2 separate regions of the Pan troglodytes genome follow, and region 2 is linked to region 1. The links are chromatin contacts, called in public Hi-C maps. All regions are on one chromosome and are shown on one strand. Each heading gives the region's core, a stretch centred on a gene start, on an enhancer-like site or on the middle of the called end of the contact. The rest is flanking DNA. Distances are from core to core; before and after follow the strand shown. Region 1 holds the start of COTL1 (coactosin like F-actin binding protein 1). Region 2 overlaps USP10 (ubiquitin specific peptidase 10).

Region 1 (3,735 bases), core at 462-2,961:
TGAGGCAGGAGAATCTCTTGAACCCGGGAGACGGAGGTTGCAGTTAGCTGAGATTGTACCACTGCACTCCAGCCTGGGCAAAAGAGGAAGATTCTGTCTCAAAAATAAATAAATAAGTAACCCACACCGTCTGGTTCAGGGTCCACGCCCTAACCTCCGGGCTGTGCTGCCTTTGTCCGAAAGCTTGCTTCCAACTAAAGACCAGAAATGGGAGGGAGTCGCATTCTCCAATCTCTTTAAAAGGTCCCATTACCAACATCACAGAGCCTCTGCCACTACTGAGGGGTTTATGGCGATGCCTGCCACGTGGTCTTTCTTTTCATGGTTCACACGCCACAGGGAAGTGCCTAAGGCACACATATCTTAAGTATACAGTCTGATGATTTTTCACGCGGGTACACACCTGCATAACCCCCTCCCAGATCAACAAATGTCTACAGAGACATTTTCAGCTCCCAGCAGTCCGGGTGGTGTGCCCCTCCCCATCAGTGGCTATCTAGCCCCAAAAGCTAATCTCGATTCTGACATTCACACCATAGATTAGTTTCGCCTTGTCTAGGATTTATAAATGGAATCATACGGTGTGTACTCTTTTGCATCTGATTCTACTCGTCAAATTAAAAATCACATAAAATCAGCACACGGGCAGACAATGATAGCGGGAGAAAGGAGGGCGCGGCTGAGTTTCTTTCCCTTCCAAGCAGCCCCCTAGCCTGTTCGTATTTGGGCTCAGTGACTGATCAAAGGGGACAGTGGGAAGAGCTGGACACTGGAGTTTGGAAACACAGGAGTTGACCTTGGAAAACCAGTGGACCGCAGGGGGCAAAAGAGCTGCCCCGCCTGGAGAAGGCATTGTAGGATGGCGGAGGCAGGTGGGTCACTTCTGTTGCTTCGGATGTCCAGAGGGGAGAAGGTTTTATGAGGCCTTAAAACGCTCACATCGGGTTCCTCCCACGCCATGCGCCAGGGGCACCCCATGTGGCCACCGGTTCCTCCCGGGTTCGCTCTGGCCGGGGCTCCCCGGGTGCAGACAACCTCCCAACGACCGCGCATCCGCCCGGCAGGCGCGCCTCCCTACCTGTGCACTGCTGGATGAAGTGCTGGTACTCCGCTCCCTGCTCGCCGGGGACGATGGTGGAGCCGTCATATTTAAAAGTCACCCTTTGGGTTGGGAGAAGAAAAAAACACACACACACATCAGCGCTGGTGGCCGCGCGACGCGGCGCTTGCAGAGGACAATCTAACAGACGCGCTGGCCACGGAGAAGCCCGCGGGGGCCTGGCACGCCGTCCCGGAATAAGGCGAGGAAGACAGCGCGGGAGGCCCCGAATCCGTCCCGCCTGGAGGCCGGCTCGGTGCACGAGGCCCCGCGCGAGCCCCGGGAGCGGGGCGTGGAGAGGAATGAAAAGTTCCTACCAGATGACGGCCGAGCCGTCGTCGCGCACCAGGTTGTACGCCGCCCGGCAAGCCTCTTTGTCGATCTTGGTGGCCATCGCCGCGGAGCCGCAGCGGGACACTGTCCGGGGCGGCCGAGCGCGCCCCTGGCCGGCGGCGGGGATGGGAGCGCGGCGGGTACGCGCCGAGGGCGCACGGGCTGGCGGCGGTGGCGACGGCGACGCGGCGCCTGCGAGCTCCGAGCGCGGCGGCGGCTTCCACTGCGGACGGAGAGCGCGCGGGGACCCCAGGCCGTGGCCCGCCCCGCCCCCCCGCGCCCATTGGCCGCCCAGGCCGCGGCCCGCCTCTTCATTGGCCGTCGGGCTGCGGGGGCGGAGCGTCTTGATTCTCTGGCGGCCAATCCCAGACCGGAAGGCTTGCGCAACTCCGCGGTGGGGGCTGGAGTAGGGGCTTTGCCGCCTCCCTCTCACTATCCCTCCTCCCTCCCGCTCTCTTCTCCCCCAACATCCCTCTTCTCTCTCCTTCTCCTTCTCACTTCCCCTCCTCCCCTCCCGACCCCTCCCTGGAAACTCCCACTACCCCAACCCCCTTTCCCACCCCGTCTTCCTCCTCTCCCTCCTCCTTCCTCTTCTTCCCCCACTCCTTGCTTCCCCCACTTCCCTGACCTCTTCCCCCTCCCTTCCCTCCCCCTCTTTCTCCCTTCCCCCTTTATTCTTCTTCCTCTCTCCTCCTCCCTCTTCTTGCCTATCCCAGCCCAAAACTTCTCCATCCTCCCTATTTCCTTCTCCCCAAGCTCTCTTCTTTCCTCCTCCTTGACCCCCTCCCCTGCTGCCCCCGGCTTCGCCTCCCTCGTCTCCACTTACCCTCCTGGCATCTCCTCCTATTCCCCCTCTCCCCGTTCCTCATTCTCCCCACCCCCCTGCCCCTGAGGCTGCAGGGCTGCAGAGCTCCACAGGGGACCCTCCACGTGGATGATGTAATGCGTCAAACCCAAGGAGACAGGCTGGCCACTGTCCCTACCCCAGCGTTTGGTTCCATGGATTCTAGGTGGGGAGGAACTGGAAAGAATGAAGCATTTTAAATAGGAGGGGGTAGAAAGTGGACTGCTTCCAAAACGCTGGTGGGCTCGCGTTTACTCTGGATTCTGGTCATTTGCATTCCTATCTTAACCTCTCCCTTTGGGCTCCTCTGAAAGCAAGAGCTGACTCATTCTGTCTTCCTCATTCCTTCACTGACTCATTCATTCATTCCCTCATCCAGCCATTCCACAGAGACCAGTTACAGACAGCGTCCAGGTAGGTAAAAAGGCAGGATCCTGAAGACTGGGCTCTTGAATTGCATCCAGTACTGCCACTTTCCAACTGGGGGCCATTGGAAAGCCTCAAAACCTCTTTTAAATGACTCCTCAAATGGGAAAAATAGTATAACTGACATCACTGCTTTGTTTTGAGTGTAATTGAAATGATACTTGGAACGAATATACTAGACATTCGATAAAATGTCATCATTGTTGGTTATTAAGTGATAAAAACAAATCCTAAATAGAATCCCAAAAGGTCAGGGACAATATCCAATTAATATTAGAATTCTCAACAAGCAAGAAAACAAAAACGAGAAATTGAATGAATCAATCAATCAGTCAATCAATGGGTAGTTGAATGGGTGGGTGGACAGGAACACAGTTTCAGAAGAGTAGAGGCAGATGCTGTTATAAATAAGACAAAAAGAAATTCACATTTCATACCCCACAAAGCGGTTCCTACCTAACTCCTTGACAAGGGTAATGGGACCATTGGCCATTAGAAAGAAGAACAGAGGTGGATCCTTTGATCAGGGAAAATTCCAAAAGGATCAAAAATTTAAACACAAATAAAGGAAATCAGACCAGTCACAGTGGATCACGCCTGTAATCCCAGCATTTTGGGAGGCTGAAGTGGGAGGATCTCATAAGCTCAGGAGTTCGAGACCAGCCTGGATAACATGGCAAAAGCCCATCTCTACTAAAAATACAAAAATTAGCCAGGCGTGGTGGCAGACGACTGTAATCCCAGCTACTTGGGAGGCTGAGGCAGGAGAATCGCTTGAACACGGGGCGGGGGGTGGAGGTTGCAGTGAGCGGAGATCGCACCATTGCGCTCGAGACTGAGCGATAAAGCGAGACTCTGTCTCAAAAAAAGGAAATCACAAAAGTGCCAGAAGAAAATATGGGGAGCTTCCTTCTAACCATAAACCATGTTACCCAAATCCAAATCCAAAAGCCGTTGAAAAGATGAATACATTCAAACACATAAAAAGTGATCCAGGGAAAAAAAAAAACCATACCATACCACCTCATGCAAA
Region 2 (3,735 bases), core at 703-3,202, 120 kb after region 1:
TATAATTTATGTCCGTCCACTCACTGGTATTTGCTATTGAAGAAGTATTTGGCCATTTTCCCTTTTGTAGTTTTATCAGCATATCAAAAAATTACCTTTTTTCCTTCCAATAAAGTTGTCATATTCTGTTTTATAAGCAGCACCTCTTCTTTTTTCTTTTTTTTGAGACGGAGTCTTCCTCTGTCATTCAGGCTGGAGTGTAGTGGCACCATCTTGGCTCACTGCAGCCTCCGCCTTCCAGGTTCACGTAATTCTTCTGCATCAGCCTCCCAAGTAGCTGGGATTACAGGCACCCACCACCATGCCTGGCTAATTTTTGTATTTTTAGTGGAGGTGGATTTCACCATTTTGGCTGGGCTGGTCTTGAACTCCTGAAGTCAAGTGATCTGCTCGCCTCGGCTTCTGGAAGTGACGAGATTACAAGCGTGAGCCACCGTGTCTGGCCAAGCAACACTTTGTCTTTTGGAATAGTGTTGATAATAAATGCTTCTTCATTGTAGTGCTTTGAATGATGCATATGATTTTGTTAAATACAAAAATGATGTCTTAACCTTCACATTTGTATGGATTATTTTATTACATCATTCATAATCCATGTTTGAATGGTTACCATGCCAGCTTACTTTGCCAAGAAAGAAATATTTATCGTTTTTCAAAATGTGCATTGCAATTCTAAGAAATTCCATTTTATTCTTAGGATTCCCCTAGCTTGTGATATCGATGACTTGTCTTTTACTGACATTTGATGGTTAACTCCCCAAATAGAGGATTCCTTTATATGTGGTTATTGGGTTGTATCAGAATTCCTGCTTGAGTATAAGTTATATTTGTATTGACACATAGGAAAAAGATACATGTAGTTTATCTGCCATGAGCATATGGGGAATACTCATTGTATGGGAGATGGAAATTCTAATCAAGTTCCCCGGGAGGCTGAGCGCCTTGCAGAGATGCTCTTAAACCCTTGGCACTGACTTCTTAGCCCGTTCCTTTATTTCAGTTATAAAATCGAAAGGACCGGTTTTAAATATTGCTGAAGTGTAACTGCTCACTTTTAAAAGCTCATGCATTTAAGGATTAAAATGTGATTCACGTGTATTTTGATGGAGTTGTTTATTGAGCTATGTGAGCCAGTGTTAAGGAAATTAAGTTGGAGTTCAAAACAGCCGTGGCTAGTGATTTGTCAAGTGTTAAATGATAGTTCAGTGTTGCATAGCTGGTAATCAGCAGTTACTTATGGTGTATTTTTTTGCGTGACATGTTTTCATCAAGTCCTAAGCTGTTGTCAGTGAGATCTTGAAACTAACATGCTTATGAATTTATGTCTGTGCAAAATGGGTGCATTTGAAGAGTTGTAAGGTGATTTCTGTTGTGTTTACTTTTTATGATTAATGTTTTGAAGAAAGTATGTAGTCCCCTCCCAAGAAAACCCTCCAAAAAACGTGCTAGGAAATGCCCTCCACTCCTGTCTGCGTCCACTCAGCGTCCACTCAGTGCTACTGTCCCAAAGGTGAAGGGCCACATTTTTTCTTGTTGATCTTTCCAGTGTCTCTTTATGCAGACACAAATATCTATATTATTAACAAACACAAATATGTTATTATATAGCAACACAGATACTCTATTTTCCTACCTTTTTTACACCGAGAGTGCTTTCTTCTTTTAATAGTATTTTGAAGATCTCTCGCTGTCTGTACCTAAAGTTCTTCCTCATTTTCCCCTAGTTAATTTTGTAATTTGATTGAAGGTACATATCTGTGGAGAAATTATTGACATGAAGTTATAATAAAAACGCTTAAAATCTATAACGTTTTCTCAGATACTTTAAAAATAATTAAGTAAAACTAATAAATTTGAAAATAATAGGAGAAAAAAAATTCAGTGAACCGTTTCTGAGCGTTCCAGCTCATGACTTGAGGGTGTTTGCCGCTGACTCATGCTGAAGCCACTTGGTGTCTGCGTTTGAAACAGGAAGTGTGTGTTAGTGGCTTGGAATCTTGTTTTCTCCTCCTCTCCTCCTCTGCTGCCAAGATTTTTATCAAATCATTTGGATTTGTAGTGTTCTTACTGGATTGACTAGCTCTGAAAACTTTAGGCTGTATGTGAACTGAAATAAGAAAGTGTGCTTAGAAGTATGATTTAAATAAACATGTTTATTTTCCATTGTCTAGGAAGAAAACCTTCCTAAAGAAAATACCTGATAATCCTGCAGAACATTCTGGTTTCTTATGCCTAGGTATCTTCCCCACATTCTGAAGTCAAAGGCCTTTCTTGTTAGTCATAAGATAAAATGGATAACTTTTAATATATAGCATTTCTACCTTTTTTTTTTTTTTTTTGATACGGAATCTCTCTCTGTCAGCAGGCTGGAGTGCAGTGGCTCAGTCTCGGCTTGCTGCAACCTCCACCTCCCGGGTTCAAGCGATTCTCCTGCATCAGCCTCCTGAGTAGCTGGGACTACAGGTGCATGCCACCATGCCCGGCTAATTTTTTGTATTTTTAGTAGAGACGGGGTTTCACCGTGTTAGCCAGGATGGTCTCGATCTCCTGACCTCATGATCCGCCCACCTCGGCCTCCCAAAGTGCTGGGATTACAGGTGTGAGCCACCGCTCCCGGCCTCTACTTTTTTTTTTTTTTTAACTGCTCGTTGCAGAGCAGGGCTATACCCCATAGGCAATGTGCACAGAGTACCCACGTTTCTACTATTGATATTAAACAAAACAGCATGATTTTAGTTTATTTGTTCTTAATATTTGCATTAAACTTCACAGCTGCCGTGCGTTTCTTGTATTTTACTTCTTTATCATTCTTGTATTTCTCGAATTCATTTTCTGGAATTCTTAAGCAGTTTCCTTTCCTCCCCCCAAGAAAAAGGTGTATGTGACAGAAAGTGTTCTTTCTCTTTTGCACTTGAAAAGTAATTTATAGAATTCTATGAAAAAATCCTCTGGCATTCTAGGAACAAAATCCGTTTTTCTCGAAACTTTCAAAATGTTGCCCCATTGCCTTCCATAGCTTTGTTTATTTTGCTATTAAGACGTTCTGTTGAGTTTTTTAATTTAGTGATTTAAAATTAGTAATTAATTTCCGCGAACACTTTCATGATCTCTGATAGCTCTTTTTTTGTGTGTGATAGTCTGTGCTAATTTTTTCTGCTTCCTTTTAGCCTATAGAATTTTCCCTTCCATTGCTTTGAGGGTTTCTTAGTGAAATTCATATCATCTTTTCCCAGTGTTGGTGATGAGAAGAAGGTGTAACCTTCTATATTCTTCACTGAAAAGTGACGGTATTTCAGAAGATCATTTCTGAACCATTTTGAGGCTCTGTTTATTTTCACTGTTACCGTCAATACATAATTTCTTTGTTGACTTTTGCAAGTATGTGTAAATATTATATGAAAACTTTTTTGTTCTTAATGTATATTTATAGTTTTGGTAGATGTTGTCAAAGAGCTCTGCAGAAACGTTTTCCCTGTGCATTCTTACCAGTAGGGTATTATATTTAGTGGCCATTTATTCACATTTACAATAATAATGAGTATTATTCATTTATGTAATATTTAGTTACTGGTTATTTTTGAATCACTTGGCTTGTAAATTTCCCTGGAAGCTACTAGACTGTTTAGTTCCATTAGAACAGAGGAACCACACTCTGCTTACCATTTTTATACCCAGTACTGATCATACGTGGGCATTTGTAGGTTCTAAATAATTATTGATTAAATGAATGAATCA

Evidence for each region. A called contact is a pair of places that touch in the nucleus more often than the background predicts.
Region 2: a Hi-C map of stem cell-derived neural progenitor cells shows a contact between it and region 1, with 4 times the contacts expected there. The contact joins the enhancer-like site here to the promoter of COTL1 in region 1. A contact is called at or near these places in 2 of 7 Hi-C or Micro-C datasets (induced pluripotent stem cells and stem cell-derived neural progenitor cells).

What each region holds. Positions count from the first base shown.
Region 1 is chr18:82,780,047-82,783,781 of NHGRI_mPanTro3-v2.0_pri, forward strand. It overlaps COTL1 (coactosin like F-actin binding protein 1), which reads right to left and starts at 1,712. Exons shown (of 4, transcript XM_016930291.3): 1 at 1,417-1,712; 2 at 1,079-1,161. The coding sequence starts at 1,493.
Region 2 is chr18:82,896,844-82,900,578 of NHGRI_mPanTro3-v2.0_pri, forward strand. All of the region lies in intron 1 of USP10 (ubiquitin specific peptidase 10), which reads left to right. Among named protein-coding and RNA genes, the nearest start is that of USP10, 34 kb to the left of the region's middle. Within about 2 kb of position 1,953, at least 7 of the 24 cell types and tissues checked have an H3K27ac peak or open chromatin away from gene starts, as enhancers often do. A contact at or near this core is called in induced pluripotent stem cells and stem cell-derived neural progenitor cells, where this site is marked.